3 separate regions of the Sus scrofa genome follow, and regions 1 and 2 are each linked to region 3. The links are chromatin contacts, called in public Hi-C and HiChIP or PLAC-seq maps. All regions are on one chromosome and are shown on one strand. The core of a region is the stretch at or near the end of the contact, and the rest is flanking DNA. Distances in the headings are between cores, read along the strand shown. Region 1 holds the start of ACBD6 (acyl-CoA-binding domain-containing protein 6). Region 2 has its middle 19 kb from the start of ACBD6. Region 3 holds the start of XPR1 (xenotropic and polytropic retrovirus receptor 1).

Evidence for each region. Hi-C and Micro-C count contacts between places; a contact is called where the count stands out from the background. HiChIP or PLAC-seq counts read pairs in DNA pulled down with a chosen protein or histone mark.
Region 1: a contact with region 3 is called in a Hi-C map of skeletal muscle, with 2.5 times the contacts expected there. The contact joins the promoter of ACBD6 here to the promoter of XPR1 in region 3. A contact is called at or near these places in 7 of 47 Hi-C or Micro-C datasets (alveolar macrophages, brain, embryonic fibroblasts and 3 more) and 2 of 2 datasets of contacts at active chromatin or transcription factors (alveolar macrophages and skeletal muscle).
Region 2: a contact with region 3 is called in an H3K27ac HiChIP or PLAC-seq map of skeletal muscle. The contact joins the enhancer-like site here to the promoter of XPR1 in region 3. A contact is called at or near these places in 6 of 47 Hi-C or Micro-C datasets (alveolar macrophages, brain, embryonic fibroblasts and 2 more) and 2 of 2 datasets of contacts at active chromatin or transcription factors (alveolar macrophages and skeletal muscle).

Annotation. Positions count from the first base shown.
Region 1 is chr9:122,114,730-122,118,536 of Sscrofa11.1, reverse strand. ACBD6 (acyl-CoA-binding domain-containing protein 6) reads left to right here and starts at 2,506. Exons shown (of 8, transcript XM_003130348.5): 1 at 2,506-3,285. The coding sequence starts at 3,064.
Region 2 is chr9:122,133,336-122,137,042 of Sscrofa11.1, reverse strand. No RefSeq gene overlaps it. Among named protein-coding and RNA genes, the nearest start is that of ACBD6, 19 kb to the right of the region's middle. Within about 2 kb of position 2,117, at least 9 of the 83 cell types and tissues checked have an H3K27ac peak or open chromatin away from gene starts, as enhancers often do. A contact at or near this core is called in skeletal muscle, where this site is marked.
Region 3 is chr9:122,236,476-122,240,546 of Sscrofa11.1, reverse strand. It overlaps XPR1 (xenotropic and polytropic retrovirus receptor 1), which reads right to left and starts at 2,593. Exons shown (of 15, transcript XM_003130352.6): 1 at 2,334-2,593. The coding sequence starts at 2,402.

The DNA of each region.
Region 1 (3,807 bases), core at 1,257-3,756, 120 kb after region 3:
CTTAACCCACTGAGAAAGCCCAGGATCGAACCTGCAACCTCATGGTTCCTAGTCGGATTCGTTAACCACTGAGCCACGACGGGAACTCCTTGATGTGGGATCTTAATTCCCAGACCAGGGATTGACTCCCGGCTGCAGCAGTGAAAGCTCTGACTTCTAGCCACTAGACCACCAGGGAACTCCCAGTTCAATTACTTTCTAACAACAATATTTTTTCTGTTTGCGCAGATTTTGGATTTGCTATTGAATACATATGACTTGTTAATTCAGAATTCTGGTCAGTTCAGGATGTTGTAGTGGAATATTTCACAAAAACATTCCCATCTTCTTTTTGCTCTTCTCCTGTGAAACTACTTACAAAGATCTAGAGCCTTTGGTGAGTGCAAACACTGGGAAATGCTGGCAAAAATAGCTGGGTACTATTCTAATAGCGTAACATTCAGGCCTTTCAGTAAAGTTAACAACACTTCTCAGAATCACTTAAAGAAATGACCAGTTTAAGAACTTACTCTGCTTCTAAAACTTATTTCTTAGAACATCACTCATAGAATTTGTACGAAGTATCCTATGCATATAATCTTATTAACATTTTACTTGCACTGTTTTCAGTGGGGGAGGGGGAGATGAACCTGCGTATAAAATGACAGCTCTACAAGCAAGACTGATTAGAATTTCATGAGATTTTCTCCTGTCTGCTCCTTTCAGGCTCATTTTGGGCTCTAGGTGTTAGCATTTCTTGCTATTGTTTTTGGCTTGTTAGTTTAATTAGGAACTTCTCTATGTTGATTGTTAAACTTTCATCCTGATTGCTTAAGCTTTTATTCTAGTCACATTTTCTCCTGGCTTCCTGATTTCTCAGCTGATTTTCCTTGAGATTCAGAAAAACATACCCATTCCCAATAACTGCTCAAATAGAAACACCCATTGGAAAAACTCTATTCGCTCAAAGTCACCAGATCCTGATTGTTTGGGGCTTCAAACAGAATCTTCAAGAAATCACAGGTTCTCAGGTGTCAGTGATCTTGAGGCAAAGCCCTCCAGGAAGCCCCTATAGTTACCACATTGTGTTTATTTCCATGAGGAAGAACATAAAGTGGAGAACTATGGGTTGTTTCAGTGATCGACCTATGACAGGATTTGTGCTTTGACTGGTAACTAGTGGGGCAGTCTAAGAAACTGGGGGTATGTTCACGATTGGACACTGTCAGGAAGCTGGGACAATTCTATGACTGGGTATCTCAATCAGTCTTATCTATATAGCAGAAAGACTCGCATGAGAACAAACCTGTACTCTGTAAATATGCAAGAGTCACTTATTTTGGCTCAGAGAAAGTGTGTTTGATATTTTGAGTGATCCTGGTTTTGTCTGTGATTAAACAAACTTCTGAAGTGCTTTGCTTTGTCTTTATTTGATCATGGTTTCAGATGCCCTTGACTGAGGTTGGTATTCATGAGGTGATTTCCACCTAATAGGAGGATGATATGGTTTAGCTGTGAGTTCTAGATCAGCTTCTGAATGTCAAGGGCTCTTTTTTTTTTTTCTTTCTTAAATTTTCATTCATATATACTGGATATATAGAAAAGTACATATATTTTAAGTGAATCCACTTGTGTAACCAGCATTTGGTTCAAGAAAGAGAACGCTGTCAACATCCAGAAGCTCCCCTTATGCACCCCAGACCATTCACTGTCCTGATTTCTGACATCATAGGTCCGTTTTGCTTGGTTTTGAGCTTTGAAGCAAAGGAAACACAAAGGATGAGCTTTTGATGGCTTACTGAGCTCTGCTGTTATGAGATTCATTCATGTGCTGAAAACCACGCTTCTACAGAGCCGTACCTCAGAGCTACTGAGAGGCTGACTCCTCGACTTTGGTCCTCGGTTTGGCTCAAACAAAACATTCTTCTATTATTTTCTTTTGGGGCTGCCACAAGGCAGGTGGAGGTTCTCCAGCCGGGGATCAAACCCAAGCCATAGCAGTGACCACGTGGGGTCCTTTACCCGCTGAGCCACCTGGGAAACCCTATTCTTACTATAGATCATTATTTCTGTTAACATTATTATAATCATATTGTAGTTTTTGCAGGTTTCTAACATAGGGCAGAACTAAGCGTATTTCTGGTTTCACTGTCAGTGACTGCCACAGCACAGCGGCAAAGACTGAGCTGGGAACAAGCAAATCAGGCTAAGGGCCACGGGGGTGGGGTCCCATGAGCTCTGCCAGGTGTGGGTTCTGCAAGTCGTGCAAAGCAACACATGAAGAGATTTGACCAATCTCACAGTTTGGGTGCTGAAGGTCCCATCTCCCATATTTTCATTCACTCTACAAGTTAGAACCAATCCCTCCAGCAAGAGAATGCCGACATTCGACGTCCGCTTTGGGACACTGAGGCTACACAATCTGGGGAGGCGGGCGCAGGCGGAACCTTCGTGCTCAGCTCCAAGTTTCCCACGACTCCGCTCCTATCGCTACACTACCAAATAGACGGCCTCCTTCCCCACCCGCCGATGGCCTAGCCCGAGAATGGGTTCCGGTATTTTCAGCAAAACGATTAACGGACATCTGAACGACTCAGGGCACTTTCTCCAAGCAGCGTTTCCCTAGCTCACCGCAAGAGTCCCTTAATTTACTGGAGGGTGCCCAACCCAGAGCTACCCACGTTTCCCTCTCCCAGCGTGTAACAGGGGGCCGGCCGTAGCCCTGGGCGCGTGCTCGGCACTCACGTCGCCCCGCCCCCGCCCCGCCCCCTACCGGCCCCCGTCCCGCCCTCTTTCCGGGACCTCGAGGCCTGTGGCCAGCGGACCCCCAGCGCTGCTGGAGAGACCCCGGATGAGTCCGAGGTCCTGGGTAGCTAGGAGAGGCCGGAGGAGACCTGGGCCGCAGGGGTTAGCCGCAGAGGGTGGCGGAGCCAGCCCTGCACGCGCCGGGCGGAAAAAGGGAGGGAGATAGAGTTAAGGGAGGGAGCGCGGAGTAAGTGAGCTTGGGTCCGACTCAGGGAGGGGACTGGTGGGCCAGGCCCCCAAGACGGCGTTACACCCGGTCTGAAGAAGACAGGCGGACACATGGCCTCGCCATTCCTGCCTTCGGGGGCTACCACGGGCGACAGCGGCGGAGAGCTGAGCTCGGGGGACGACTCCGGGGATGCGGAATCCCTCCAGAGCCCCGAGACCGAGGCGTCCAGGAGCCTGACCGAGCTGTTTGAGAAGGCGGCCGCGCACCTCCAAGGCCTGGTTCAGGTGGCCAGCAGGGAGCAGCTCTTGTACCTGTATGCCAGGTACAAGCAGGTAAAGTCACGAGGAAGGGGTGGATGCGGGTGAACGACCAAAGGCCTCTCTTTTCTCCAAAATCTAATGGTAAATGAGCTTGGTTAATGGCCAGGTGTAGTGAAGTTTTGTGTGTATGTTCTGTTTTTTAATCATCTGCTAAGGATTTGCATCATTCAACAAGCTTGGTTAATGGCCAGGTGTAATGAAGTTTATGTGGGTGCTTTGTTTTTTAATTATCTGTTAAGGATTTGCATCATTCTGGACATGGAAAGGACCTGTCTGCTATCTGAGAAGTGATATTTAGCTGGCTACTGAATGACAGTTTTTCTGTGTCTTCTCTGACTTGCCCAGTGACCTTGCACTTAAGCTTTCACCAGCTTCAGAACCTTTACAAAAATGGGCAAAACACTTGGGGTTTTATGCCTGTGGGGAATGCGGAGAAGCAAAAGCATCATGATACTTGCCATCAAGAGACTTTACAAAGTTAATTGAGGAGTCTAGATTTAAACGGGTGAAAAATTGCTGACTAGAGTTAAATAA
Region 2 (3,707 bases), core at 868-3,367, 100 kb after region 3:
AAATATTTAGTCAAGTTGGGGGTCACAGGTGCCCGCATACAAGGATCAACTCTTCTAATGATTTCGCCTCAAATGAAAATGAGTCAGAAGTTAAGCTCTTCGAGGAGAAGCTCCAAGTGGGGGCAGTGAGCTATTGGGTGTTTAGTGCCCTCCATGCTTTTAGGCAGTAATGTTGGTCATTGGAAGACTGGTGTATGGCTTTGCCTGGAGAACTCTCTCTCCTGAATAACAGATCATGGCCCTAGGAGAAAGGGGCTCCTCCATGTTCTTACTGATTAGCTTTCAAAGAAGAGCAGAGTGGGGTTCCCTGGTAGCTTGGCAGGATAAGGATCTGGCTTGTCACTGTCAGGGCTTGGGTCATGAGTTTGATCCCTGGCCTGGGAACTTCTACATGCCATGGGCATGGCCAAAAAAAAAAAAAGTGTGAGAGAGAAACAGACAGAGAAAGAAAAAGAGAAGAGTGGTAGGGAAGAGAAGTGGGGCCCGTCAAAGCCTTGACACCTGCACAGGTAGATGGTGACTTGCCCAAGTGCTTAGTTCACTGGGAGGGGCCTTGTTTATGGACTTTCAATTTTGAAGACATCCAGTATGGTTTCCTGATACTTCTGGTCAACTTCCCTCAATATTTTTCCTCTCCTGCTCTTCCACCCTCCCTGGACACCTCCTTCCATATGACTTGCTGGAACACCCTCTATATTCTTACTTTATTTGAAAAAAAAAAAAAGTATTGTCAAATAAATCACTGCGTTCAAGTGGCGTACAGCAGAAAAAGCCTTTTGTCTCTGGACAGAAGCTGCTTCAAAAAATCTCACCCCATTATCTTCCAGGTAATTTGTCTTTTAAATACTCTTCTTCCACGGAGAAAATTCCAAATGACAGTAAAAAGAGAAATGGTTCATTTAGAAGACATGCTAATGGCATAACTGTATTTTCTTAGGGTGTTAATTAATGAACCTCTAATTGCTAAAGTTAAATCCCATAAAATGGTAGATATTAAATCAATTTAAAAAAAAAAAAAGCTTTGCACATATCTCATTTCCTCCAAAGAGCCACCTCTACAATTCCTTTCGTGTTGTAGGAAAAAAACCCTTACAAAGTGCTTTTGCACACATTTTTCTCCTGTGGTCATTCTGTGCTAAAGTACGAGGGCATTTCCCCTCATTTTCTAAGTGAAGATGCCCACACAGGTTAGGCGACTTGCTCAAGGTCACGCAGCTCCCTGCCGCTCAGCTTTGCTCACTGCTATTTCTCTGCATATTCACAGCTCCGCCCTACCTTCTGTTTAAAACGAGATGGAAAACCATGTATTACCCTTGGCACTATTGTGTGGCTAGGTTATACTTGGCTTCGCTTTGTACCAGGCACCCTTTGAAATGCGATTTTGAGCTGGGAAAAGAGCTTTTAATACACACAAGTGAGGCTTAGTTGAATTTTTCCGAGTATGTGCTGGTGACTAAGAGAACACAGTGTCTCCCGGACTCGTTCCTTCGGCCCTCTGATAATGTCTGTTTTGCTAGACTCATGAAGTGAGAAATTTGTTTCCTTTCCAAACACCCTGGAAATGTATAGCAGCCACTTGAGCAATGGAGGTAGGTTAAAAATCAGTTGTTTTAAGATGATACATAAAGGAGAACGTTCCATAAGCTTGGAGTTAGAGGCAGCTAATATTCCTCAATATAAAATACGAGAAAAACAAAAACAACGTCAACAGAAAATATTGAAATTTTCTATTTTTGCAACAGAAAAGCAAAAAACCTTCCCCTGCTCATGTCTTGGGGGTGGAATGCCTTCGGACTGGCTGGGAAGCCTGGCATGACAACCCACCACCATTCATACCTACTTGGAAATGCAGAGATACAGGAGGGAAGTCAGCAGAAAAGCGCTTCTGCATCGCTTCCTAAGTCTCAGGAAATGCACCTGAAGACGCCCTACCTCCCCCACACACCTGCTGAGGTGACATGGCTAGACATTTGTGCCGTGACCATTACCAGGATTGGTTTCCTCCTAGAGACATTTCCTGGCTCCAAAGAGCCTTCAAGTATTTTTAAAACAGCAGGCATTTCGTGCTCCATCATGACACAGCCAAAATAATTGCTGACGCTGAGCTTAGTGATTGAGGAAAAGTCTGACCAGGTTATTTTCAGGTTCTCTACAGAAGAGACTCCTGTAAGACAGACAGCATGACATAAATGGAGTTTCCAGCAAACGAGAGTGAGACTTTTGTCAGGGTTCGAGTTCCTGTCGGGCTCAGGAATTCTCACCTCCTTGGTGTCACCAGGTACTGACATCACAGGCGTATTTTCTATCTTGAGAATTTGGGTCTCGCTTTAATTTTGTGGTTTTTTAAAAAAAGCAGAAAAATAATAACCTGTTATGTGCCCATTATTATGTGGCAGCTGTGGAGTAAAGAAAGCCAAGGGCATGACTCATTGTCTCCCATTGAACACGTCACTCCCATTCCTGCCCGCACACCTCTGCCCTTTGCTCAGTCCGGGAAAGACTACGTGCCTCATTGCGGGCCTGATAGATACTCTTTCTTTCTGTCCCAGCTCAGTGCCATCTCCCCGGGCTGAACTCTTGAAGCCTCCTGTCTGCTGACCCATGGGCATCTTGGCATAGCCTCTCTGGTGCGATGATTGCATTTCAGAGCCCATCCTGGAAATGGGCTGTTAGTTCCATCAGTGCAGGCAAATCTTCCTTTCTTTTCTTTATTCATCCTCTTACCCCCCCGAAAAGGTCCTTGCTAACCTGCCTTAGACCAAATAGGTCCTCAAATCCACCTCTCAGCTGGTTCCTGAACCCGAATCGCTTGGTCCTTGGAGAGAGGGCCTTGGGGGAGACAGACCTCTCTTCCTCACTGTTACCTGGCTGACGGGTCTCCTTTGGACTGTGGGTTCCTGCTGTTCCAGCCTCTCAGAGCAAGATCTCGGAGGAGAACCATAGTGTTTTCTTTACAGCTCCATTGGAATGTGGGCGCTCTCTCTCTGTGGCTGTTACCCCAACCGGTGGTAAGGACACCATTAAGAATTATGAGGGCATTCCCATCATGGCTCAGTGGAAACGAATCTGACTTGTATGCATGAGGACGCAGGTTCGATCCCCGGCCTCCCTCAGTGGGTTAAGGATCTGGCGTTGCTGTGAGCGGTGGTGTAGGCTGGCAGCTGCAGCTCCGATTTGACCCCTAGCCTGGGAATGTCCATGGGCTGCATGCAAGACAAAAGACAAAAAAAAAAAAAAAAAAAAAAAGAATTATGAGGATTCGGAGGGCTGAGTGTTCTGGCTTAATGGCACGGTAAGCTCAGCTTCAACAAGGCCAAGGAAACAGGAGGAAGAACGTGTCGAGCATCCCGCCTTCTCTCCACTCGGCCCCTGGACCAAAGCTCTGAGGGATTCAGTGCAGGACCAAGACATCCTGATGTTCCCTGTTCTCTGGAGCTTGAGTCACCTGCATCGAGAAGGAAGTGGGGCAAACGGCTCCAAGTTCCTGGAATCACATGAGGCTCTTTCCATAGATGAGCTGACAAAACAGAGAAATTGGGTAGAGGGTGGGAAGCAGAGACTGCTCCCTGGAAGAGCCAGCGAGGAGAAACCACTCAGTGGGAAAGGAGGTCAGAGCCGAGGTGAAAATGATCTCAGGACAGGGAGGTCTTGGAGGGTGAGCTCAGGGGGAAAGTTCAGGAGGTTTTTACCTGACTCTACAGAAAGCT
Region 3 (4,071 bases), core at 1,344-3,843:
AGGAAGTTCATTTCTCTAGTAAATACTAATATCTTTTATGATGTCCTTTTTTTCCCCAAAGTTTTTAAGCTACTAAAATTCCTGGACTCTAAAGACTCTTATTTATGACTCTTCAACTATTTTTAAAGGAACAGCACCAGTTCTAGAGAAACAATACACAACAGATCCCAAGCCTCTAAAAAATGTCCTTAATGGCTCCAATTCACAAAGAAAAGTGTTTCTTATTAATTTTGCCTACCAAACAATGAGCTTATCCTAGTCAAGAGTCACATGGTAGGAATTCTCTGCAGAATAAAATTTCAATTATCCCCAATTAATGAATTTTTCAAAAAATAATTTATAATTGGACTAGGAAAGATAATGCAGTCACACATATGCTCAGGAATTTTGTTCCTCTGTGACCAACCTAAAGTAATCACTTAGGACTACTGTCCAAATGGAGTATGTGAATAAGGAATCCCAGAATTACTCCAGCCACAAAGCTGACATTATAAATCAAGAAGTAATTATGTATTCAAACTAAATCTTATGCTTCTCCTTCCAGCCCCAGAAATTGTATTCCAAGTTAATACAATTCTATGAAACAGCTGAGTGCTGTAATATTTAAAACAAATCATAGCATACAACCAACCACCATTACTTCTCCCCAAATGAAGCATTCCATACTACATAACAAGTATAAGATGTTGCTTCAGCATGCTGTGCTCTATGCTTCTATGAAGAACTGGCAGTGGTGCTGAAAATTACTACTAGAGAGATGAAAGACCAATACCTTCCTTTCAATAAAAACCATCATCTGGACTCTAGCCAAGGTTTTAAACTGACCAAACGTTATTAGAAACAATAAATCAAAACCTCTACAAGGTGAAAAGCTAGTCCCTTTTTTTCATTCTCATGAAACATAGCCACAAAACACTGTAAGAAAATTAAGTGAAAAGAAAGCATTAATAATTTTCGGGCTTTCATTTCTGGCAATAATCAAATACTGTATGTTACAAGGTGAATTTATTTTACAAGGTTCTTCAAGGTTTTGTTTAACCTACTTAACAATCCCTTTCCCTGTCTTCTTCAATTATTACAACTGTTATATGAATAAACTATTGCCTAAACACCTATCAATGAACTTAAAATAGAAATTAAATAGAGAACCAAAATATTTTAATTCATAAAACCTAGCTAGAATATTTGTGTTCATATTGATTTTATACTCTTTGTTCCTGCACATAACATAGATGTGAATTCCTGGAGGTTACAGATAAGTCTTTCTCTATCCAGGAGCTGAACTGCCAGTTAAGGAAAATAACCTAGTGCAATGCTTAAAGCCCTTCAGGTATCTTGGCTTCTGAATCCCTAAATGGGCTCACCACCTTTACTCTTCCTTTTATTAATGCAAGGTTCCTTATCACTATCTATTAAATACACTCCAAGAGCTGTTATTACAGAAATTAAGGGTGAGACGGGCCATGATTTCTGTAATACACAGGTATGTTTTCAAACTACATTGTTTACAATGTAGTACTTTTCTCCCTAGATAACAAAAAATTTAGGAAAGAAAATGTGAAAATTGTAAATAATTCCCTTCTCTTTCTTCCTTCCACTTCCCCCTTCATCCCAAAACAAGAGAAGAGCCAAAAACAAAGATAAGGATGTTTTATATACTTTGTATACTTTATGCAATCAGTGAAAAGACAAGTCAGCCTCATCAAAACAAAATAGCTGATTACGGTACGTGTGCATAGTGTAACCACTGCATGTGTAATACACATTTAAATCAAGTTTCAACCCTGTTACAAAGCCTTTGTCAACAGCGGGCAAGTGAAGAAAAGCTGAAGGGCTCCGTGGAATGAAGGAAATCACTGGAGGGGCTTATCTCGGAAGAGGATTCCTCGGTGAGAGGTGAGCAGAGAGAAACAAGACCTAACCTTGGCGAGGGGGCGCTCGCCCAGGGTGGGGACGCGAGGTTAGGGTGAGCGGGAGGAGGGGATTAGCGCGAAACCGCCGCGACCCCGGGGCTGCCCTCACACCCCGACTCCTCCACCTGCGGCTCGCCCTCCCACCGCCATTCCCCAGCCCCGGCCGGCTGTGCCTTCCCTCCCGGCCCGCCGCCCGCATATCCGTTACCCCGGCGGCAGCGGGGCTGCGGGGGAGGGGAAGGTCAGCGGGGCCCAGAGGGGGCCGGCCGCGGCGGGGATGCCGCAGTGGCTCCCCGCCGCACCGGGTCAAAGTCCGCCCGGGCGCGGGGAGGCAGCAGGAGCCGAAGGCGGCGGTGGAGGTCAGGACTGGGGAGATGGTGGCCCCTCAGAGTCCTCCCACTCCCCGGCCGCTGCCGGTACCTCATACTGGATGTATTGCTTCCTCCACTCAGGAGTGATGTGCGCGGAGAGGTGCTCGGCGAACTTCATCCTGCCGTCTCCCCCTCACTCCCACTCGGGTCCAGCAGTTACTGGCGGCGGCGGCAACAGCGACTCCGACTCCTCCCCACATGGGCCCCGGCGCGGCGCGGCGCTGCGCTTCTCTCCTCCTCCGCCGCCGCCGAGGTCTCCTCAGAGCCGCCCTCCCGCCATCTTCCTCCTCCTCTCCATAGCCCCGCCCCTCCCCGCCCCGCCCTCTATACGTCATCGCCATGGTAACCGCCTACGCCGCACCGTCGAAAAGGGCGGGGTAACGGGCGGTATTTTAGTATATTCCTTATAGCTCCGCCCCTCTGGGCCGGACGTGCCGAAGGCACCTCCCCTGACCTCTTCCGTCTGGTTCTTGTTGGCCTTACAGCTGCGCTCCTAACGCTTGCCTGGGAAGCTGTGGTGTTATTGCAATTAATATTAATACTGTAGCAACAATACTCCACAGAAGTTTATATTTGCAAAGATTTGTGCAAATATTTTTTCTTTTTAATATTTATTCTTCGTAAAACCCTTAAGGATGGCTCAACATTAATTCAAATTAAAAGCAGACTAAATAGGAGTTCCCTTCTTGGCGCAGCCGGAACGAATCCAACTACGAACCATGAGGTTGTAGGTTCCATCCCTGGCCTCGCTCAGTAGGTTAAGGATCTGGCCTTCTCGTGAGCTGTGGTGTAGGTTGCAGACTCTGCTCAGATCTGGCCTTGCTGTGGCTGTCTGTAGGCCTGTGGCTACAGCTCCAGTTGGACCCCTAGCATGGGAACTTCCTTATGCCGCGGGTGCGGACCTAAAAAAAAAAAAAAAAAAAAAAGACAAAAACAGACTAAATAGTTAAGGGCCATATGTATTTAAAGGAAGCTTATTTTACACGCTCTAGGTGCTGGATAAATGCTTGTTGAATTTACTTAAAGATATCAGTGCCAAAAATTGCATGCTGCTTCTGAATTTCAATGTAATTGTCTAGCCCCAGGGCTCCCAGAAAGGCCAACCACAACACCTGGACTCAAAATAGGACTGGGGTATCAACTGGACTTGTGGCTAAGCTTCGTGGGGATTAGGAGTGAGGTTTGAGAGGGAAACCAATGCTGGGAGGAAAGAGAATCCTCTTGAAGTACAGTAGGAACCCCACCTCCAAGGAGATCAAAAAAGGGGTCCAGCATCCAGGCTGACTCTTCTCAGGGAGCATAGAGAACAGATCACTCACACAGCTGGCACTATTTGAGTATGGGAGCAATTGTCCTGGATTTTGGACAGAAATCAAGGTCTTTCCCTGAGTGGAGGAGCCCTGAATAATAATTTATTAAGCACTTACTGTCCGTGGAACAAAAATTATTTTAAATCGAAGCAAAGTACTTTGTCCTTTAATTCTCACAATTTTGGTGAGATCCAAAGATTAAGTGGCTACTATGACTGGGACAGTGTTCTGTGATAACAGTATCTACTGTTGGTTTGGGTTTTTTGGGTTTTTTTCTCTATGTATTTTTCCCCTTTCCTCTTCCTCTTAAATCATGTCAGTAGGGATACTAGAATTATTTCCTCAGGACAGGGGATGATGCATGATGGAAAATAGTCATGGGCGATGAGGCTTTCTGATTTTTTGTTGTACAAAAGCCTCAACCTCTGTGAAAGGGTAATCAGGGAAGAAGAAGGAGGAGAAGGAGAGGAAGGAGAA